Linked DNA regions of Mus musculus: region 2 is linked to region 1. A link is a contact called in public HiChIP or PLAC-seq data. All regions are on one chromosome and are shown on one strand. Each heading gives the region's core, a stretch centred on a gene start, on an enhancer-like site or on the middle of the called end of the contact. The rest is flanking DNA. Distances are from core to core; before and after follow the strand shown. Region 1 has its middle 7.5 kb from the start of Mymx. Region 2 has its middle 2.7 kb from the start of Gm46607.

Region 1 (5,015 bases), core at 353-2,852:
GTCTGAGGCCTGGGAGCCCTAACGGGCTGTCCTTAGTCACTAGTCTCCAAGAGGCCAAGTATAAACATGATCGATTAACAATAAAAAGCTAAGTAAAGAAGGGTGTGTTCAATGTGTCCACATGTTGAAGGAGGGAAAAGAAACCCAGAGGACCAGTTAGCTCCCAAGTCCATGGTCATGGTTCCTGGCATGACTTTAAGTTTAAAACAGAAAGTGTTCTAGCTTGCTTTCTACTGCTATGATAAACACTATGACCAGAAGCAATGTTTAGAGGAGTTTACATCATCTTACAGCTTCTAGTTTATCATGGAGAGAAATCAGGACAGGACCTGGAGATAGAAATTGAAGCAGAGGCCATGGAGGAATGTTGCCTAATGGCTCACTCTTTAGGTTCGACTCCAGCTACCTTTCTAGGATACTACTATTTATTATATATATATATGAGTACACTGTCGCTGTCTTCAGACACCCCAGAAGAGGTCATCAGATCCCATTACAGGTGGTTGTGAGCCACCATGTGGTTGCTGGGAATTTAACTCAGGACCTCTGGAAGAGTGGCCAGTGCTCTTAACCTCTGAGCCATCTCTCCAGCCCACAGGCATTTTCTTAATTGAGGATCTCTCGTCCCAGATATGTCTACATTTGTGACAAGTTATCAAAACCAAAGCCACATAGAAGGACAAAAGAATGCACACTTGAGCAGCCCTGGCAAAGGTCCGCCCTAGACCTCTCATTGTCTGAGCTCCATGCTGTCTTTCTGGTGATCTGAGGAGTTGTCAGAACTGTGTGGAATCTCTGGGGAGATGGGGCAGGGGTGCCTCTTGATAGCCTCAGTCTTTTGTCCCTCCCAGCCTGGTTGGGGGTCCGTTATCGCAATAGTTTGATAGTCAAAGGGAGGGTCTCTTTAGAAGATATTTTCTCCTGCCAGGAAGATTACACCACTGTGCGAGGCTCAGCCAGGAGCTGGAAGAAACTGGTTTCTGCCAGCATTTATTTTTTCCAATTTAATTTTATTTTTTCTTACTTATTCACTTTACATTCTGCTCACTGTTCCCCTCCTAGTCAGCCCCTCCCACAATCCTTCCTCCATCTCCCCTCCCCCTTCTCCTCTGAGCTGGTTGGGGCCCTTGGGTAGCCCCTCACCCTGGCACTTCAAGTCTCTGTGAGGCTAGGTGCTTCCTTTCCCACTGAGGCCAGACAAACAGCCCAGCTAGTGGAACATATCCCACACACAAACAATAGCTTTTTGGATAGCCCCGATTCCAGTTGTTCAGGACCCAATGAAGACCAAGCTGCACATCTGCTACATATATGCAGGGAGGCCTGGGTCCAGCCCATACAGGTTCTTTGGTTGTTGGTTCAGTCCCTGAGAGCCTCAAGGGTCCAGATTAGTCGGCTCTGTTGATCTTCCTATGGAGTTCCTATCCCCTTCAGGGCCCCACAATCCTTCTTCCTATTCTTCCATAAGAGTCCCCAAGCTCCATCCACTGTTTGGCTGTGGGTGTCTGTATCTGTCTGAGTCAGCTGCTGGGTGGAGCCTCTCAGAGGACAACATGCTCCTGGCAACAAGCATAACAGACTATCGTGAATAGTGTCAGGGACTGGTGCTTGCCGGTGGATGGGTCTTAAGGCAGTGTTCTTACCAGCAACGAAAATGCTAGAGGCAGGCTAAGGGGATCCAGTAGGGAAGGTTACTGCTGAACAGAAGAGAAGGAGGTGCACAGGGAAGTTAAGCCCAGGATGGGGTGGAGAGAGACAGAGGATGAAGATTAAACACATTCCTCAGACACAGCCACTGTCTTTCCTTGCCCCACCCCCCTGCTTGATTTTCTCATTGTTGCTAGACACAAAAGCCTGTTTCCTCTCTGGGTCTCCCCAGCCCAGGGACTTGGAGCTACTCCATAGTTGCTTGAGACAGGAATTGGGAAGATATATATATATATATATATATATATATATATATATATATATAGCCAGCTATGAAAGCTGAGGTTGGAAAAGGCGCAGTGTGACTTACTGTGTTGTGTACGTGGTCGGGGGTGGGGGGCAGTGTCACAGCATTCATAGGTATTACGCTTCGGGGCTCTTTGTATTTTGGGGGTTCCCAGAGGGAGTTTTCCAAGCCTGCTTTTTGTTCACGTTGTTCTGTTGCGGTTATTAACTGGCCTGGCAAAAATGAAGATATTCTAATGAAACACTCGTGTCTCTCAATTTAACAAACTTCTAAAGCAATAGAGACTAAAGAAATGAAAGATTTCCCAGCAGCCTGTAAGCTGCCATATCCAACTTGGATCTTTTTAATTGTCCCGCCTTTTTTTTTTTTTTTTAATTCCAGTGTCACCCAAACCAGGAGCTTCTCTCTGGAAGCCCCGCAAACCGAGGCTGGAGGGACCTGATCGAAAATCTGGAGAGATAACGAACCACACTGCGTTGACCTTGGTGCCACGTGGTTCCCAAAGCGCGACCAGAAACAATTTGGGAAACAAGCTTTGAGCCCAGCATTGAGGATCTTCTCAACTAGTTGAGCCCCCTAAACTTAGAAACTAGCTCATCGTGAACTACAGTTTTGTTTTGTTTTGTTTTTTTTCTAGACAGGGTTTCTCGGTGTGCCTCTGGCTGTCCTGGAACTCGCTCTGTAGACCAGGCTGACTTGGAATTCACAAAGTTCACCTGTCTCTCTGCCTTAGGACTGCTGGGATAAAAGGCTAGCCCCACAACCACCAGGTTTACCCCAGTTTGTTGTTATTGTTGTTGTTTATTTTTATTTTTATTTTTCGAGACAGGGTTTCTCTGTGTAGCCCTGGCTGTCCTGGAACTTACTCTGTAGACCAGGTTGGCCTCAAACTCAGAAATCTGCCTGCCTCTGCCTCCCAAGTGCTGGGATTAAAGGTGTGCGCCACCACATCCAGCTGTTTATATTTTTTATAGGTTGGTGATGTTAATGTTTGAGAACCTTTTAAATTTTTTATTTTTATTTTATTACCGAGGCTGGTCTTGAACTCATGAAATCACCACATGACACCAGCAGCCCTTAAGCTCTGATCCTCTGCCTTCAGCTCTGGAATGCTGAGATTACAGCCATGCATTGCTACACTTGTTCTAGCTTTCCTTTCCATAGCCAGAAATGCTTTATCTTGGATTACGGCATAATCTCCAGACCCAGCTTCGGGAATGTGAAACTTTAAAATATATATATTATTTTATAAGCTTATACATGTACACAGTGTATCTTAACCATAAATATCTCTAACAATTCTCCCTTACTCTCCCAGACACCCCTCAACAATCCTCTTCCATCTTTTTTGGTTTTATTTTTGTTTTTTTGTGTCATCTCTTGAGTTTGGATAGTGCTGCCTGCTGCAATGTTGACTGATGTCATCAGCTCGAACTGTGCAGGTCTTGTGCAATTGGTAAGTTTAGTACAAAGCCATGTCATGAGAGAAGACAACATTGCACAACGCTCCTTCTCATCCTTTCCACCTTCTGCTCCATGTGATGTTCCCTGAGTTCCGAGGGGAGTAAATAGCTGATGAGTTAGGAGTCTCTGCTTTGGGCTAGGAGATGGCTCAGGGGTTAAGAGCACTGTATGATTTTCCAGAGGTCATGAGTTCGATTCCCAGTAACCATCTGTAATGGGATTCGATGCCCTCTCTTCACAATAAACAAACAAACAAACAAACAAACAAACAAACAAATAGTCCCTGCTTTAACTGTTGCTTATTGAAGAAAAAAAGCTTAGGGTTAGAGAGAGGGTTCAGCGGTTAAGAGCAGTGGCTCTTCCGGGGGCTGGAGAGATGGCTCAGTGGTTAAGAGCACAGACTGCTCTTCCAAAGGTCCTGAGTTCAAATCCCAGCAACCACATGGTGGCTCACAACCATCTGTAATGAGATCGGATGTCCTTGTCTGGAGTGTTGAAGACAGCTACAGTGTACTTACATATAATAAATAAAAATTAAAATAAAAAAAGAAATTATCTTTAAACTGACCAGAGAGGTAGTCACTACAGCTTCCCTTTGGCAAATGACCCTCCCTTCAACTTTAAAAAAAAAAAAAAAAAAGAGCAGTGGCTCTACCTAGAGGTCCTGAGTTCAATTCCCAGCAGTCACATGGTGGCTCACAACCATCCGTACCATTTTCTGGTGTGTCTGAAGACAGGGTACTTGTCTATTTGTATAACCATAAATATTTATAAGGTGGTTTGGCAGTTGTAAGTTTCCCAGGAAGGCCTACGACCTTCAGAGCCGTCTTACAACCTTCATAGCTGTGGGCATTTGACCAAGTTTTCAGTACCAAGCATGAGTTTGCTCTGTTGGAAACAATCCTCAAATCCAAGGAGAAAGTGGTTGGTTGTTCCTGTAACGTTCATACCAGTATTGCACCAGTAGGCATACCCTGCCTTTCAGGCTAATATGCAGAGGGTCACCTCTGAATAAGACTATATGACTTTCCTCCTGCAGCAGCCTGCAAAGTCTTCCATTGCCGTGAAAGCTAATGAGCAAGGAAAAAACGGGAATGTGACACTTTTAGGGGAAGATTTAATTGGGACTCAGGAGGCCAGATTCTGCTACTTCAAAACTTACCTCTTTGTCAGGGTGATTATTTCAACCGGCTATTTTGAGAAACTGTAGACACAGAGGTCTCTCTGTAAAGCTGCCCTTTTGTGAAGGAAAGGAAACGTTCACTTGTAAAGTCTCCTGTACCAGGAAGACAGCTATTCTAAAGTAACTTTTACCACAAAGGTTTCTTTCTTTTCTTGCAATGAGAGCGGTCGAGTGCAAGGTCGGCAGCCCAACTTCGGAGACTTTTATCTACATAACAAGACGATCTATTCTCCATAACTTTTTTTGTGTCTCTCAGCCTCCCCTGGTTTGTCTCTGTTACCCCCAGGGAGCCTCACGCGGCTATTCTGAACTTGGAGTTACAGATGGTTATGAGCCATCGTGTGGTCTCAGGATGGTATGCAGACATCAATGCTTGCTAACAACCTCACTTTTTTTTAAAAAACTCACATTAGT
Region 2 (5,250 bases), core at 2,296-4,795, 170 kb before region 1:
CGCCGGTGGCAAGCTACCTCCTCCCTGCCTCGAAGAACCTCTGGAACACGGGATGCATGGTGGTAATCTTTATTCTCACTAGTTGAGGATTACAGAGAGCAAGTGCAAGCTTCAAACCATAGAGTCCTAGCCTGCTCCGCCTTCTATTAGCCCTCCAGTACCCTGCAGATGAGGCTTGCCTTCTGGAACCACACTGGTGGTGATTCAGGACAGGGATGGTAACCTGGCAACTGGGCAGTAACCAAGTTCAGAGTGGTAACTGAGCCATGTTCCTTGTTTTTGAGCCCTGTTCCGTAGTATGCTCACAGTTCCTGTGAAGACCAGCAGACATGTAGCCCCTCACCCCCCACCCCCATACCAAAGCCAACCTTCCTCTAGGGTCCCATTACAGAGTAGGACAAGGGCCACATTCAAGTCAAGGCTGCCTAGCAGCAAGGATAGGCATCATGGGGATAGCTCCAGAGCCTATCAGGGGACCAGAGAGGTCAGCAGGATCAGAAGCCACAGGGTGCCCGGCCACTGGGGACACTGGGAGGGGTGATGAACTATGTTAGTAAAGGAAGTGAAGAGGGTAGACACTTAGTGGGCATCTGAGATTGTGTTCTTAAATGTCAGTTTTGTACCCCTGCCCGGCCTGGAATTCTTTATCTAAACCAGACTGGCCACTCATTCACAGAGATCCACCTGCCTCTGCCTCCTGAAAATGCTGGGATTAAAGGTGTGTGCCACTATGCCCAGATTATGTTATTTTTTGAGAGAGAAGGTCTCTCTGTGTAGCATAAGCTGGTCTTAAACTCTCAATCCTCCTGCCTCAGCCTTGTGAGCCACGGAATTACAGGAACTGTTCCACACTACACCTCAGCTCTGTCACCTTGTCCTACGTCGTGACAAATGGTATGATTATTCGTACACTCCACTCCAGACACGGAAACAGGAGGCAGTGAGTCTCTCGGGCCTGGTGATGTTCCGAGATCATCAGATGAGTCGACTGGAATGTGGGGAGGATTCAGACAAAACAGACAGCAAGAGGCTGCACTGCTCTCTCGCCTGAGGGAAGAGTCCCACGGCCTTGTTTAGGTCACTGTATGAGTTTGACTTAGCAGAACCAGCTGTGTAAATCATGAGTCCTGAGTTCAACCTTCACCCTGCCTCTCGCTATGTAACCTGTGGTTAGAATCCTAAATTCTCCGAGCTTTAGATCCCTCTACTACAAAGGGAGATTAAACCAGCTTCCAATTATTTAACGATTAATACATGCCAGATGCTTCACAATTATTTGTATGAATTAGTTCACTTAATTCTAACAAAAACTCATGGAACAGTTACTATTATTTCCCTTATTTCATATATTAAAAAACAAAACAAAGGAAAAAAAAACAAACAAACAAACAGAGCCCGGTGGCACATGTCTTTAATCCTAGCACTCAGGAGTTTGAGGCTAGCCTGATCTACAGAGTGAGTTCCAGGACAGCCAGAGCTACACAGAGAAATCCTGTCTCAGAAATAAATAAGCACAAGAGAGCTAATAATAAAGTGATGCTTTTTGCCTTCCACCGTATGCACTGCCTAGTGTCTCCTGAGGTTGAGTGACTTTGTGTCGTATGCTTCACAAGGGAAACACAGTAGTTCACACTGGAAGCCAGGCATGGTAGCACACACCTCTAGTCCTAGCACTCGGGAAGCGAAGGCATGAGGATCTCTGTGAGTTCAAGGCCAGGTTATCTACATAGGGAGTTCTAGGCCAACCAGACCTATGGGGTAAGATCTTGTCTAAAATATGGGGGGACAGGGGGGGAGGAAGAAAGAAAGAAATTAGTTTTACGTTGGACAAACAACAGCACAAACAGGGTGCAGCAGGCTCAGCAAATGTCCCAAGTTCACGTCTACATTCAACTCACACTTATAGCCAGTGGCGATAGCTCTCCAGTATTTACACAATGCACATAGCCGAGAACCAGAGGACAGGAGACACTGTCTGAAGATAGACAGCGGTAGGTACTATGGAGTGAACCAGAAATGGAACGTGAAAGGTTGCTAGGCAGGAGGTTCAGAGAAGTCCCTGCTCAAGGACAAATGACAGGACAAAGGAGCCCCACTTGTAGATGTCTGGGTGAATTGTCCAGGCAAAGGGGACAACTGGTACAGGTGTTCATCACGGTCTCTCACCTGGAACACCCAAGAAACAAGAAGGTTCAAGGGGCAAGCTGGACAACGAACCAAGGAGTAGGATGGGGAGGTCAGAGGAGCAATAGGGGTTGGTTAGGTAGGGTTTCATGAACAGCCATGTGCTGGCTTTTTTTTTCCTGGAGGAGATGAGGGTCTCTATCTGAGCTAAGCATGGCATGGTCTGGAGTACAGTTGAGCAAAATCTCTGGCTACTGAGGATGAGGGGAAGCTGAGCAAGGCGGGGATGGTTCCGAGCCACTGTCAGATCCAGCTGAGATGGGATGCAGGCCTGATCACATGGCGATGGTGACCCTCGAGGGCTGTGGATGCATTCTGAAGGCAGAAGCAGTCAGATTCACTCACCATCTGCACTGTGCTGTAGAAAAAGAGAAGGAAGCCCAGGTTAGACTAGGAATGTGGCTCAGGTGCAAAGCACTTGACAGACATGGACAAGACTGAGTTCAGTGCCTGGGTCGGAGGAGGAGGAGAAGGAGGAGGAGGAGGAGGAGGAGGAGGAGGAGGGAAGGAAGGAAGGAAGGAAGGAAGGAAGGAAGGAAGGAAGGAAGGAAGGAACTGAGCTGGGGAAGAAAGCGTGGAGAATCATGTCCTATAGGCCAAAATAAGACAACACAGAAGACTTCTCTGGAAACAGGCACGAATGCTTTCAAAAAGTGAATGTCTTTCAACTAAAACATTGCATTTCAAGAATGTGTTCTGAGTAAATATGTCTGACAGTGCATTCAGTTTCACTGCCAAGCAGGGAGGGGGTTGTGTGGGTGTGCAGGGAGAGCGGTTCTTGACTATGTGGACATAATACCAAAACCAGGAAACACTTCTGCAATCAGGTAATCACCAAAATTTGAATACTCCATGACCCTCGGACAGATTTGTTGGTGCATCTTATTAAGTACAAGCCAGCAGGTCATAAATCGTGATCATCAACAAGGCACTGCGTTAGTCAAGAACATGGAGACCACTTCAGGTGCTCTGCTCTGCTTAAACACAGGGGATTCTATATTTACAACGCTGGGAAGGGATGGCTCAGCTTTCCTGTTAGGTCTTAGGAAGTCAGGAAGTGGCTGAAACCACAAGACACCTGAGCCTCCAGGATCAAAGCAACGCAAAAGCCTAAATCCTGTATCTGCCAAAGCCCACGCATCTGCCCTCAGACGGTGAGCAACACTGGAGCTTCTTTTCCATTCACCGAAGCCTGTGGCGGTGTCGCTCTTTGGCACCCAGGGGATTCTGAGGACTCTCGTTCTCTGGCTTCTGGCCCCTCCTGGGCAGAAAAGGGAGGGAAATATCCTGAGCTGCCAGCAGACAGTACTGCATACGTTCATAAGTATGGCTTTACAAAGATAACATGCCAAAGATACGGCTGATAGAATAAACACTGTGGTGAGCCACACCCCCTAATGCCCGGAACTTATGACTGTTGTGTCACCAGGCCAAGGGGACTTCACAGACATGATTAAGTCTATAGATCTTGAAATCAGGAGAACCTCACGAGTCCTTAAAAGCAGAGACTGTTCCCTCTGGCTTCCCCTTTGCCAGATCGCCGCCTTCTGCAAACCTGCTTCTAGCAAGGTTTAGAAAAGGATTCTCCAAGCCCAGGGATCCCCAGATCTAGGATGGGAGGTGTCGTTTTCTCTAAGCAACACCAAGTTGTTGATCCAAAGGGGAAATGGCATCCTTTCTCAAAAGAGTAGTCATCCTGCTCTCTTGGCTCCGTCTCCCTCAGCACATCTGGGATGTGTTTTCTAGAAGCTTCCCCCTGGAGGCTTGGGCCTGGTACAGAAATTGAGGAGACTGGAAATGAGTGAGGCTCATGCCAGGACCCACCAACAGCACCTACTTTCCACAGGAAGCCACATCAGTAGAGATGCCGCCATGATTTTGCAAGAGAGTTCCAGGGAAAGCCCTCTTGGGTTTTGGCTGGTGGAAGCAACTCAACTGCCCCAGGCGCCTCACGCTACCTAGCATCCTGCCTGCCTTTGCTCCCTGTCCAAGACCAACCTTCAGCATCTATCTTGCCTTTCATTCCAAGGTCCCCCACTGACTATCGCACCCGACTCCTTCAAGCGAGGCCATCCTGGCTCTTCTGCCTTGAGCCTCGTTTAGTAACAGAGAACCTCCTCATGTGACCACCTCCTCTCTGTATTCCCAGGTTCCTGTGTCTGGAAAACAGAGCCAGTCCAGGTGTCCCTTCTGAAACATACCAGAAGCTCATAAGAACTCCTCAATGCTCCCGGCATGGTAGCCGTCTAGTCTCCTCTGGCCTTTCTGGCTAGACACAGTCAACCATGCTCTTCCTCATTCTGCCTAGAGTCCCAGCACTGTGCTTATATCTATGTTCGAGTGTGTGTGTATGTGTGTGTGTGTGTTGTGCATGCATGTACATGTGGGTACATTCACCCATACATACACATATGTAGGCCAGAGTTCAGCATCTGACGTCTTCTTCAGTCGATCTTCACCTTAGTTTTTGAGACAGGTTCTCTCACTGAACCTGGAGCTCAATGTTTCCGACCAGACTGGCTGGCCAGTGAGCTTCTCCCAGCCCCACCCACCTGGGATCCTCAGGTCTCCACCTGCCTTCTAGCACTGAAATTACAGATGTGTGCCACGGTGCCTGAGTTTTACGTGTGTGCCTGAGATCCGAACCCGGGTCCTTTTGCTTGCACAGACAAGCACTTTACTCACTGAGCTAAAGTTCTAGTTCCCCGCTCCCCTCCCCATTTGTATGTTCTTAATCTTTGCTCGAGAGAAGAAAAGGAAGATGTCTGTCTCCTACCAGTGATAGAAACGAAGCCATAGGGTCACCTCCCCTTCTCTTAAAAGACCATGTGAACGGAGGGCCTGGGAGGGCTTGCTTCTTTCATGGTCCTGACAAGTGAAGGTTCTTTCCTTAGCCACCTGGCCCCATCCCATCACCCACACAGGTGCCTACAGCTCCTCCAACTCTGCAAGACTCTGCACTGGAAAATCACCCAACCTTTTCACCACCCCCAAAAGTCCTGGGCACAGAAATGGCTCCCTGAGGGTAGTGATGGCATCTGTACCTGCCCAGGGGATTCCATAAAC

What was found. HiChIP or PLAC-seq counts read pairs in DNA pulled down with a chosen protein or histone mark.
Region 2: a contact with region 1 is called in an HNF4G HiChIP or PLAC-seq map of pancreatic cancer cells. The contact joins two enhancer-like sites. A contact is called at or near these places in 1 of 115 datasets of contacts at active chromatin or transcription factors (pancreatic cancer cells) and 3 of 9 other capture datasets (adipose tissue, liver and pancreatic islet).

Annotation. Positions count from the first base shown.
Region 1 is chr17:45,607,013-45,612,027 of GRCm38.p6, reverse strand. No RefSeq gene overlaps it. Among named protein-coding and RNA genes, the nearest start is that of Mymx, 7.5 kb to the right of the region's middle. Within about 2 kb of position 1,602, at least 73 of the 459 cell types and tissues checked have an H3K27ac peak or open chromatin away from gene starts, as enhancers often do. A contact at or near this core is called in pancreatic cancer cells, where this site is marked.
Region 2 is chr17:45,783,401-45,788,650 of GRCm38.p6, reverse strand. No RefSeq gene overlaps it. Among named protein-coding and RNA genes, the nearest start is that of Gm46607, 2.7 kb to the left of the region's middle. Within about 2 kb of position 3,545, at least 20 of the 459 cell types and tissues checked have an H3K27ac peak or open chromatin away from gene starts, as enhancers often do. A contact at or near this core is called in pancreatic cancer cells, where this site is marked.